Linked DNA regions of Oryctolagus cuniculus: regions 1 and 3 are each linked to region 2. Evidence: chromatin contacts called from public Hi-C and Micro-C data. All regions are on one chromosome and are shown on one strand. The core of a region is the stretch at or near the end of the contact, and the rest is flanking DNA. Distances in the headings are between cores, read along the strand shown.

What was found. Hi-C and Micro-C count contacts between places; a contact is called where the count stands out from the background.
Region 1: a contact with region 2 is called in a Micro-C map of ear pinna, with 5 times the contacts expected there. The contact joins two enhancer-like sites. A contact is called at or near these places in 3 of 6 Hi-C or Micro-C datasets (ear pinna, psoas muscle and an unstated tissue).
Region 3: a Hi-C map of an unstated tissue shows a contact between it and region 2, with 2.0 times the contacts expected there. The contact joins the promoter of AFTPH here to the enhancer-like site in region 2. A contact is called at or near these places in 3 of 6 Hi-C or Micro-C datasets (ear pinna, psoas muscle and an unstated tissue).

Annotation. Positions count from the first base shown.
Region 1 is chr2:137,918,699-137,922,643 of mOryCun1.1, forward strand. No RefSeq gene overlaps it. Among named protein-coding and RNA genes, the nearest start is that of SERTAD2, 86 kb to the right of the region's middle. Within about 2 kb of position 2,628, at least 2 of the 8 cell types and tissues checked have an H3K27ac peak or open chromatin away from gene starts, as enhancers often do. A contact at or near this core is called in ear pinna, where this site is marked.
Region 2 is chr2:138,109,763-138,113,666 of mOryCun1.1, forward strand. The region is part of intron 1 of SERTAD2 (SERTA domain containing 2); the gene reads left to right. Among named protein-coding and RNA genes, the nearest start is that of SERTAD2, 110 kb to the left of the region's middle. Within about 2 kb of position 2,604, at least 4 of the 8 cell types and tissues checked have an H3K27ac peak or open chromatin away from gene starts, as enhancers often do. A contact at or near this core is called in ear pinna, where this site is marked.
Region 3 is chr2:138,255,587-138,259,430 of mOryCun1.1, forward strand. AFTPH (aftiphilin) reads right to left here and starts at 2,247. Exons shown (of 10, transcript XM_070069044.1): 1 at 2,107-2,247.

The sequences.
Region 1 (3,945 bases), core at 1,378-3,877, 190 kb before region 2:
CCCACCTGGCTGCCACGCCGCTCTTGGCCAGCCCACTTCCAATTTCACAGAGAAGACAGAAGTTACCAGCCATCAACGCCCTCCCCCTGCTGCATTCTCACTCGGAACCCATCTCTCTCCTACTGCTTAAAGCCTTTTTCTTCATTCCAGTGCACTCATCAGAGTCCAGACCCCACCCCTGCTGGCCTCTGCATCCACCTCTAACTCCCCCCCACCATGACAAGCTGCCTGCAACACCGTCCCATTTGCTTTTTTTTTTTTTTTTTGTAAATATTTGTTTGTTTAAAAGGCAGGGTCACAGAGACAGACACATGGGGTCGGGGAGAGGAAGGGGAGTGGAGATCGAGAGCTCTCCCACCTGCTACTTTACTCCCCAGATAGCTGCCAATGGCCAGCACTGGGCCAGGCTGAACTCAGGAGCCAGGAGCTTCATCCAGGTCTCCCACATGGGTGGCAGGGATGTAAACACTTGGGCTATCCTCTCCTGCTTTCCCAGGTGCATTAGCAGGGAGCTGGATCAGAAGTGGAGAAGCCAGGACTTGAATTGGCACCCATATGGGTTGCAGACATCACAGGTGGTGACCTTACCTGCTACACTGCACTGCCGGTTCCTGTGGTCTATTCTTGACTCTCTCTGCCCCTTGGACTGTGCCCCCACCACTGCTCTTGCTGATCTCTCCAAGGACCCAATAATGGACCCAGGCCACGGGCTGGCTGCTCAGGGTGGTCCTGCTCACCCACCCACCTCTTAGAGCCTGATGTCTCCCGTGTCCCTTGCCACCTCCCCAGCTGTCTCTGCTGGTGTTGCTCAGTCTCCTCTTGGGGGATCTCCCCTCTACACTGTAATGTAGGGCCTCCTTTCCCCCTTCTCAACAGGGCCTTACCCACTTCTCTTGGAAGATTCCAGCTACAACACTTTGGAGTGCAATCAGAGGCTGACAGCTCTTCAACTCGTAACTCCAGCCAAGACCTTACTTCTCCGCTTTCAGCTGTGCTGGCTGGGAAGCCATGAAGGTGACAGTTAAGGCCCCGGGGTTTGGAGTCAGACAGATCTAGGTTTGAGTCCTGGCTCTGCCATCAGCTGTGTGACTGTGCTCAGGCACCTTACGCTCTCTGTGCCCATTTGCTCAAGTGTGAACGTGGGATCACAGGATACTTGCTTTAGGGAGCTGCTGAGATTAAATGAGATTATGTAGCGTGCTCAGCCCAGTGCCTGGTTCACACTCACAATCCAGGCAGTTAATTACACAGCCTTTGCCCATTTTATTTTTAAGCTTTCATTTCTTGAACTGCCAGGCACTAAACAATTCATATCATTTAATCCCCTAAACCAAAAAAAAAAAAAAAAAAAAAAAGTCGGGGAGCCAGGAGGCTGGGAGAGGAGCAAGGCCTCACCACCTGGCTGTGGCCCAGCCTTGGCCAGCCTGATGCTGGACTCCTGCTCACCTCCTGCCAAGGCGCCCGTCAGCCTGGTCAGTCACGATTCACTTTCCCCGCCCCACGCCGCCGGCTCTGCCTCCTAACAGCCCATTTTGCAGACAGGCGGTCAGTAAGAACTAACCCCTTGTGGGGAGGAGGGTGTGTGCACTGCGGGGTGGGGGTGGGGCGCTAGACTCCACTCCCCTTCTCTACAGCCCCACCCCCACCCACCCAAACTCCCCCCTCCCCTCAGGGCTCCCGACCGCCAGCAGCCCCTCCAGACCTTTCCACTGGGTTCTGGCCAGTGCCAGAGTCAGTCACTCTTCTGGCGGGAGTCAGCTCTGGGTGGGACATCAATCAACAGTTGTTAAGGACCCCTCAGAAGGACCCCAGCTTCTCCGCACCCAGGTGACCTTGCCGGTCCCAGGACAAAACGTCTGGGGGATTCAAGCAAAAGATGAAAGGCGGGGAGGCCCCCAGGTGTGATGCGACCCCCGAACGTGGCAGCCGGCTGAGGTTGGGCAGGATTCGCCCTCTAGAAACAGGCGCTGGCTCCAGGAGTGCCCTTCCCCGCGCCAGCCGTCCCTTTCGCCCCAGGAGGGGTCAGTAGCGAGCAGAAGGTGTCGTCGTGGGATGGAGCTGGTGACTTGCCTCCGGGCTTGCTCTCCGTTCCCCGGGCAGATGGCCGAAGAAAACACTCTGGCCACACAATCGCCCTTTCATTAACATCTCTGGCAGTCTGGGGACAATTCAGGACGGAAACGGTTTCTCTTGCTCCTGCGTCTGTAGGCAGGAGACACCCGGCTAGGTGGGGAGGGAGGGGGCCCTCGCATCGTCCCGGGGCTCCCTCGGAGTCTCACGTTAACCCCTCAAGGGGCCCTGCCCCCGGGCTAACCCCGCCTGTGCGCTGGGAGGCCCGGTGCTGCGAGCCCAAGGGCCCTGCGGGGCGCTCCGCTCTGCCGCACGCGCCCCGGTGCGTCCCGGCATGGCGCGTGGCTGTCTGCTGTGTACCACCCGCCTGGATTGCAGCCTCCCTGAGCCCTGTTTGGAGGTCTCCTTGGCTCGTACACCGCGGTCCTTCCTGGAAAACATACGTGGCAAGGGGAAGGGGTCTTCTCTGTCAAACCAAAGGGGAGTGTTGCTCAGGCGCCCACAGCTGCTGGGGTGGGTGTAAGAATACCAAACGACCAAAGGCAAAGCCCTGAGACGCTCTCTTACTTGCCGGCTTCGTGGTTGAGGTGGTAGGGCAGGAAAGAGTCAAACCTGTGGGCTGCCGCCTGCTTGCGCAATCCTAGGGCCAGTTAAGATTTCTTAACAGCAGTTTCTTAAGCTCCTGAATTCTAGAGCTTTGGAGCTAAAGAAAGCTCGGAGGCTTTCTTAGGACACCCGGCCCCCGGCAGCAGCCACAGTGCCAGGGTTTGATAACTGGCCCCAGCTTCTGATCTCAGCTTCCTGCCAATGCACACGCTGGGAGACAGCAGTGATGGCTCCCGGTAGTTGGGTCCCTGCCACCCATAGGGGAGACCTGGGTTGAGTTCCTGGCTCCCGGCTGCAGACCCACCGGATGGAGCTTATCCTTCCCCGACTGTATCTGCTGGGCAGAGGCCAGGTGGAGAAGCAGTGGGGAGTTTAAGGGAAGCATCCGTCGAACGCAGAGGCTCTCCCTTGGGTTAGTAACTTTACAAGTATAAGGGGAAACATTGGGTTTCATTAGGAAATCGTGGCTCTCACACAGCACACCCTTCAGGCTTGTGAGATTCTCACCCTGTTCCTTGTCTTTCAGCTGTTTCCCAACTCTGTAAATTGTAGCTCATTAATACATGCTCAAGTCAGGGAGAAAGTTGACTTCTCACTTGGCAGGAAAAAAAATCATTTTTGTCTTCATCTGCAATTCATCTCCACATTCCTTTGTATAAATTTGTGATTCTTTTTTCCCTGTGAATCCATTGTAACATCTCTCTGCCTGGGTCTGTCATATCATTTGAGCAACATAAAGTTCTTTAACATGTGTTTATTATTTATTTATTTGAGAGAGAGAGAGAGAGAGAGTGTGTGCAAGCATTCCCACCCACTGGTTCTCTTCATAAATGCCTGCAGCAGCTGGAATTGGGCCAGGTGGAAGCCAGGAGCCCCAGGTCCCCACTACTTGAGCCATCACCTGCTGCCTTCCGGGGTCTGCTTAGCAGGAAATTGGAGTCAGGAGCCAGAGGCAGGTATTGAACCCAGGCACTCTGATGTGGGTAGTGATATCTTAAACACCTGCCCCCATTTAAAAATATTTTTATGGAAGTCATGATTTTCCCTTTCAGCAATGTCACGCCACATCCACCAGGTCCAGCTCTCCCACTGTGACATGGGCCTGTTTCCGTGTCCAGGTGAATCCAACCAGATCTATTCTTGGGCAGGCTCTGCCTGGGGAGAGGACAGGGCTGGCTGCCAGGGCTGGACCAAAGATGGCTGTGACAAAGACTGGATGACTCAGGGATGGTCTTGTGGGGTCTCCAACGTATCCTGGCTGCCTGAGAC
Region 2 (3,904 bases), core at 1,354-3,853:
CTCTTAAGGAATCTAGTTTTAAGCCATACACTATTTTGTTTTACTAAGTGAATGAAAAAATAACATCCAATTTTCCTCTTTAGACTACATGTAGAAGTTAAAAGATTAAATATATTCTGTACTTGGGAATATTTTAAGTGATCTTTCACAGCCAATAAAGCATACAAATTTGAATGTGTGATCAGTTTTTAATTTTTAGCTTTTAAGAAACACTTGAAGCACTTCCTGCTGTAGCATACGTAGTTTTTATTCCTTGGTTGTATTCAGTGGCAAGTAGTTGACTGAAACATAAAACCTAGGAGGCAACCTTTGGTTTTTAACTAAGGTGCAATTTAATTTTTCACAGAATTATTCTAAAAACTTACATTTTCCTGTTTTATGTAACTGAAGATGTTCTTTAGGGAGGGAAATTTGTTATACACTTTTGGCAAAACCTCTGGTTTCCAGCCTAGGCCTTTTTTATTTTTTCCTGACGTTGTTTGTTAAGGGTCTCTAGCGTGAGGGGAAAAACAAGGTATCTTTGGGGAAAAGATGCTACAGGAGGATTGAAAACAGAATCTCATCCAATTATAAATAGGGGAGAAAAAATATCTTCATTATGCCCAGGGATGGGGGGAGGGAGAGAGGCATATTTCATGAGGGCGGCACGCGATCTTTGGGGAGAGTCGCTCACGTCTGAGGATTCCTGCCCTTTAACGTGAGGGAAGCTTCACATTCAGGATTCTGAAGAGGGACTCTTGGCCCTGAACTATTAGGAAGTAGCATCACAATTTAAACCCTTATTATATATAAATATGTTCACAATTACCAATTTTCAAATGGAAACAGTGACAATTAATAGTTCATCTGTTGTGTTCCTTGCTATTGAACATACAACATCATATAATCTGAACTTGTAATTTGCATAGAGAGAATTCCAGCAAGTAGTTACACAGTAACTCCCTTCATTATCTCCCTAAGGTTAATTGCACTACATTTTACAATTAAATGGCTCCTCCCAGCGTCCTTTATGAAGGGTTTTCCCAAATAACTGCCCGCAGCGGTATCTGTTCCGAATGGAGGTAATTTACTATTATTAAGAAGCAGTGGGATTAGTGAAGGCTTCTCTGCTATAAAATTCTGGAGACCCATTGTGTGGTTCAGAGTCCACTTTAGAAACCGCACTGGAAATTCTGAGCTGCTGGCTTCTCCAAATCTTCTCCTCACATGGGTTTGTGTTTGTTGTGTGAGCGTGTTCTCACTTCAGGAATCCTCCAGGGATTTTAACCATGGTTTTTGAAACATCAATGCTACTTATACACATGCAACAAAACCTTTCTGGGTTGTGCTTGGCAAGCCTCCAAACTTCTTCAGCATTGTCCTTTAGATGCTTGAATTTGGGAGCAGTCTTGGATATGAATGTTTGTGCTCTGAGAGATGTGTAGCTGGAAACTGCAGTGGAGAAAGGCATTCCCACCGCCTGTTACTCTGCTGCGCCCCCTTGTGGATGTGCTGCGTCTGTCAGAATGTAAAGGAGTTCTGACTCGTGCTGGACGTGGCTTGTTTACCTGGAGCACGGATAGCTTTCTTCTGTGCAAAAATCTAGCAGTTAAAATGAGTACAATGGTTCTCACTGAATGTGCAAATAATTTATTGTGATTGTTTTTTAATTTCATAGAATTTCTAAGGTTTGTATTGACTTGTCGTAGTTTAAACGTTTTATTGTGGAAAATTCCAAACATGCTGAACAGTAAAAGGAAGAGTACAGTGCGTCACCTTGTACTGGTCGCCCAGCATCGACAGCCACAGACATTTTGCCTGTCGTATTCCATCAACATGTTCAGGGTTATTTTCCTTCCCGGAGTACAAAGCATCAGCTCATATTTGATGTATGTGTTTGTTAAGTTCCAATTCAGAACTGTCGGGTTCTACTAAACCTTAACTTTAATTAGGTGTGCAGTCGTTTAGCCAGAATCCTCAAATAAAAGAAGAGAATTGGTAGCATTTCCATTGTCCTTGGGAGAAGGTGACTGGTTTCTGTGGCTGCATAGACCTGAGATTAAGACCTAAAACTCCCTGCTGGCAGAGGTACCAATAAGACAGGAGATTAGAAACATTTTACACAACTTGATATTTAGTCTAAAGTGCCTGATTTTCTTTCCAAATGTTTGCTGACAAGACCGTAATTAATTCGTAAGGAATAGTGATGTGAAATATCCCCTCTCCTCTCTCTTGTTTACTAATGGCATTTAGTTATCAATATCTCTAAAATTTCTTTCATTTTTCCAGAGAAAAGAATCATATTTGATAAACCACCAGTGTTGGGAATTGTCTTCAGTTTTATAGAAGCATGTAAAAATTCTGCGAGAGAAAGCTAGAATTTCTTAAAATGGGAACTGTAGAAAACAGCCGCGTACAGTCAGAGCCGTTGTTTCTGAAGTGGACTTGGAGGTTGACATGGCGGGGTTTCAGTTTCCCTGCAGGCTGCCAGGAGGAGGCCAGGAGGGTCGTCCTGTGGGTCTCCGTGCAGCTGCAGGGGCTGAGCTCCAGGCGCGGCTGCGGTGCCCCGCGGGCCTGGCCTGGTCGGCGGGGGAGGCTTGGGCCCTCGGCACCCGGCTGCAAACAGTGGTGTCGGGTTACAGGTTCAGAGTCTCCCAGAGCACGGGTAACTGGCTGTTCTAGTGACTGGCTTTATAATTACATTGCCGATTTGTTAGGGGAGGCTTTGTCTTACTTACCAATTAGCATGGGTGTTACTGTGGGCACCTCCAAAACCCTGGATGAGCTTTGCGTTTAAAAAAAACGCTTTCTGACCCCAGGCAGCTTAGGGGTTAGCAGCACTTGCTGTCTAGCTGTCTTGGCCGAGCCCTTACCCTGTGTGTCTGGAAGCTGGGGCTGCTTTGCCACTGTTGCTGGCACTCCCTGGGCCATGGGCAGTCATAGCCCTGCACCCTCTTGCAGGAGGGACAGCGGAGACCCTCTTGCTTGTAGTAGCTTCCTGTTCCGACCCCGCCAGCATCACCTTCCCCAGGGTGGCTTTTGTGTGCTCCCTGGTGTGGGGGTGGGGAGGTTGTCGGGTGCTGAGCACGTGGGTGGGGTCACAGTGCTCCGTCGTGAAAGTTGTCTGAGCCAGCATCTCCCACCCCACCCCCATGGAAGTAGGCTGGGGCTTTTCCTTCCTGCCCGGGAGCGAGCTGCCCAGCTGCCGGGTTTCTGAAGAGCCCTTCCCCAGAGGCGGGCCTCCCGGCTGGTGGGAAACACCCTTTTGTTGAGAGCCGCCTCTCCCTTCCAACCACCCGGCGGAAGGCCAGTATGTGGAAGGAGGGGAAGGAGAATATTCTCTTTCCCAAGTTGTCTCAAAGCAGTTTGTGGCCCAGCTCTGAGCCCGCTTCTCTGGGGCCGGGAGCCTGCCTGTCACGCACACAGTTCACTGTGCCATGGGCGCTGCTTTCTTCCACCCCCTTCCTCAAAAGAAACAGAAAGAACACGGTTCCACCCACAGCCTTGGGTACTGGCGGCACTGGGTGTCAGAGGAAACGGCCCCCGCTGGCCTCTCCTCAGCCTTTGCTGCCTTTCTTTTCCAAAGAGGGGCTGCATGTGTGCGCGCGTGTGTGTGCACGTATCTCTGAATGGTTGATGTCAGTGCAGAGACCCGAGCGTATGGTTTCAGTGTTGGCATGGGCGCTGCTGGCCGCTTCCACCAGCAGAGTGGTGAGACCAGGGAGACAGCCTCTGAAAACTGCCCTTGGAGTGAGGAGCCCTTCCCCAGACAGCTGTGCCCGCTCAGGTCTTTAAAAACTTGTTTTTGTCTGAAGCCTGCAAGCCAGGGGCGGCCTCTACTGTGCTCCCCGGGCCCCACAGGCCCACCTGTAGCCACCTTCACATAGCTGACTTTTAAAGCAGCAAGTTGCTTAATTGTGAAGTC
Region 3 (3,844 bases), core at 997-3,496, 150 kb after region 2:
CAGAAAGCAATGTAAATGGGTGTTAGGAATTATCATAAAAATCTACAAGAGGACCTGTGATTCTGTGTATCTTTATGCACACACATATGCTGATTCAGAAAAGATGATCAAAATGACACGTAAAATCCATGACAGATATTTTCCAAATTGCATAAGAATTAAAAATGCTTATGAAGTTCAGGGTGGAAAGGCTCACTAGCCTACAAAAAGAGGAACTGAAAATGCTGAGAGAGAAAAAAATATTTTTTTTAGTTTAAAATCTATAGGCATCATCAAATTTGAATATAAATAGCTGATCTAAATACTTTCTGATTTTGAAAATATCTAAATACTTAGTGACTTCTTTTTATGAATTTTGAGGGAAGAAATGGGAAAGGGCAATCCCTTAATGAGATGATACACAAAGTCTTTGCCTGTTGAAGGAGGCACTTCAGATGTCACACAAAATAAAACACTATTTGCTACTCAAATTTCATCCCCTTTCTGAACTAGTTCTTTTTGACTAGCTGTAAGAACAAATTAAAAATTAAAACGATGTTTTAAATAGGATGCACCTAGATTATATGTGTTTTCTAAAGACAATTGGATTCTGCAAAATTCATCAATGGGATTACAGACGCATTATCTCTGTTTTGATACAGGATTATTTTAAAGTAATCTCTGGGTCAAATGACCAGAAAACATCAAACTTAGATGTCCTAAATATTAGCTGAATTCTAGTGAATTTCTTTAAAGAGCTTTTTAAAAGATTTTAACACGTCTCTGTACTTTGAAGATTAATTGATCTAGTTTGATACCCAGAGGAACACCCATTAGGTGCCATTTATGGAGCTAGACTTTTAATCCATATGGAAATTATCTTTATGAACAAAATTGAGAAAAACCACAGAGACTTGGTTTAAACAAATATACTTTCTGTTGTGTTAAAAATGACTACTACAAAAGCCAACAATTAAGCTGCAGCCCTGAAGTGCAGGTAAACTGTGCTAATCATTCAACAGAACAGTGTTCAAACGTATTTCCCCCACAATTTAGCATATGCCACTATTTCTACGTCCAAGAAGTTAACGGAAAGCAACCATTAAATGTAACATCAAGGATAAACTCTGCTCACCACTCCACCCCACCCCCCTAAAAAGAAAACTCCGATTAAGAGATAAAAGCGAGAGGGCAGATTTATACTATAGGAAAAGTTCAAACCCAAAGTTCTACTTTGACTTCTCCTAAAGTAGAACTCTGGAACTCAACTATTGCTTTTCCTACACCCCCCCCCCAATTATTTGCATGTGTGAGTCAGTCCTTACCCCAGCCAGCAGAAGATTGGGGGGGGGGGGGGAACCAAGCTATAACTTGCGCAAACCCACAGGAAAATAAATACAACTTCTATTCCTTTCCTAATGGAAAGCACCCACCACGGCTCACCTCACACCCTGTCCCTGCCCCAGGCAACACGCAGCACCTGCCAAGCCGGGCGCTTAAAGAATAATGGTCCAACTTTTCAAACGCAATTTGAAGAGACGCAGATTATTTCTGGAGGGACCCAAGAAGAAGGCAGAAAAGGCCCCCTTAGAAAAGGATGCACGAGCTTTGGGGGCTGTCGCCCCTGCTTGCTGGAGGATTCAAAATCCGCTGGTTTCAGAGACCCCAGGCAGCCGCGGGCCGCGGGCCTCGGCAGAGCAAGCAGTGTTTACACCTGTCACGAGGGAGGGGGAGGGAGGAAGAGGAAGCCCGAGCCGTGCCCCAAACTTCTCAACAGCTCCCGGGAGGGAGCGGCCGGCGCCGAGCTGCGGGCAGGTGGAAGCCAAAGGGCAGGGCGAGCCGGCAGCGGCCGGGGAAGGGACGGCTCGCACTCCCCCGGCCGGTGTCCGGCGAGCCGGGAACGGGGCCGTGCGGTTCGGGCGCCGCCAGCGGCGTTCCCGCACCCGCGCGGAAGGGAGCACAGCCCGACGCCCGCAGGCCCGCAGAGCCGTCCCCGTCTCCGCAGCCTCCAGGTCCGCAGCGAGCAGGTGCTCGAGGCCAGGGTGAGGGTCCAGCCTGTGGGCCGGGCCCAGTCCCCGCACCTTTCCCCACCCCGCGCAGCTCGGGGAGCGGAGCGGCAGCGCTTACCTGGCTCGTCTGGGGCGGCCGCGATGGGCATGGCTCAGGGGCCCGGGGAGGAACTGGCTCCCCGGGGACGGACCGGCTACTCCGACGCAGACCTGCTGAGAGCGGAAGACAGGCTGTTCACAGCCCTGTCAGCGCAGCAGCGCCATGGACGCCCACCCGGAGTTTCAGCGCTGCCGCGGGACCCCCATCCCACTACCCTCCGCCCTCTTCCGCCGCCGCCGCCGCCTCCTCCACCTCCTCCTCCGCGGAGACCCCCCGCCCACTCCACACACTCTCCCATCATGCAGCGGGGGAACCGCTGCCACCGACACGTCACTTCCGGGCGCAGGTGGCTAGGTCGGGGCCCGGCGCTGGTGGGTGCTGTGGGGTGGGGGAAGACGCTCCAGGGGAATTAGTGTCACAGAACGCTTACCCCTGCGCAGGCGCCGTGCCGCCGAGCTCCGGCCGCCATTTTGGGTACGGGCAAACCGCCCTTTCCTTTTACTTCCTTGCGAGTCATCGAGCTGTGGGCGACAGACGTCCTCCCGCCCTCCGCCGCCCAAGGAGGCAGCGCTCCCGGCGAGGAGCAGCCGCTGCTCTCAGCCCGTCGGAATTATTGGTCAACCCAGGACCGAGTTAAGACTCCCATTAAAATTGCACGGGTTTGGAAATACGGAACCAGACTTTTCTGTACCATAAACCAATTAGGGAACATTCATCGGCTTGCCCTTTTCGCCCTGAAAAATGACTTTTTCATTCCCAGTCCAAGTCCCTTGCTCTTTTCTATGTAAGCCAACAGAGGAGCAAGCCGGTGTTTAATAAGTAACAAAGAACGGATGGCTACAAATCGAACTTAAGGTGAGAAAGCTGCAGCTTGCCGCCGGACTGACAAATAGTCTTGGGCAAAATAATGATAATCCAGACTTTTGCTAACGGACGGAGACAGCGGCCGTTTTTCATAGCTCTTTCAGAGGAATAGCCAATGAAACTTGAAAAATCAACCTCTGAATCTGAACTCATTTCGCTAACAGAGGTCATAGCAAGTTCTAACCTTTCGCCTTCCTTTACGGTGAATCCTGTGAGAACTCTGGCCACTGTGGAAATCTGACCGCATCCCCCAGATTATTATTACTGTCGGGGATGCTGAGCCCAGGGTCCTGCTCTGTGAATCATGACCCCTGCAGGGTCCCCCGGTCTGCCCACCTTTGCCCAACCTCTGCATCAGTAATTTGAAAAATTTAAAATATTTCCCAAACAGCGAAGCTCAGCAACTACGCCAAGAGACAAGGCTGGAAAACACCCTCCGCCACAGAGAAGTGTCCACCCCTCTGAGGAGGAATTAAACAAATCAGGGGAAAGATAAGGACAATAGCAGTTCATCATGGTCTATCCCGCCCCTACAATGTTCTAGACAAATTAAGTTGCAGCGTTAAAATAGACCCGCATTTGCCTCCTTACAACTCAGTCGCTGTAAAGTATACGGAGACTGCATCCCTTTACATCGGAGTACCAAGTGCTTTGTGGTGACGCTGGATTTTTTGATTATTGCTTAAGTCGCTAAAGTGAGAAAAATCTACATGGCTTGTCAAATTTTTCCCATTGTATTTCGCCCCCTGCTGGTTTAGCTCATGTGCAAGCTCGAATACTCCTATGTATGTCAGTACAAATGTGTATTAACCAGGAAGGACACAAACTAAATATTTGTGTGTGATATGTGCATATGTGTGTGTGAAAACTGGTAATGAATTGATTTTAGACA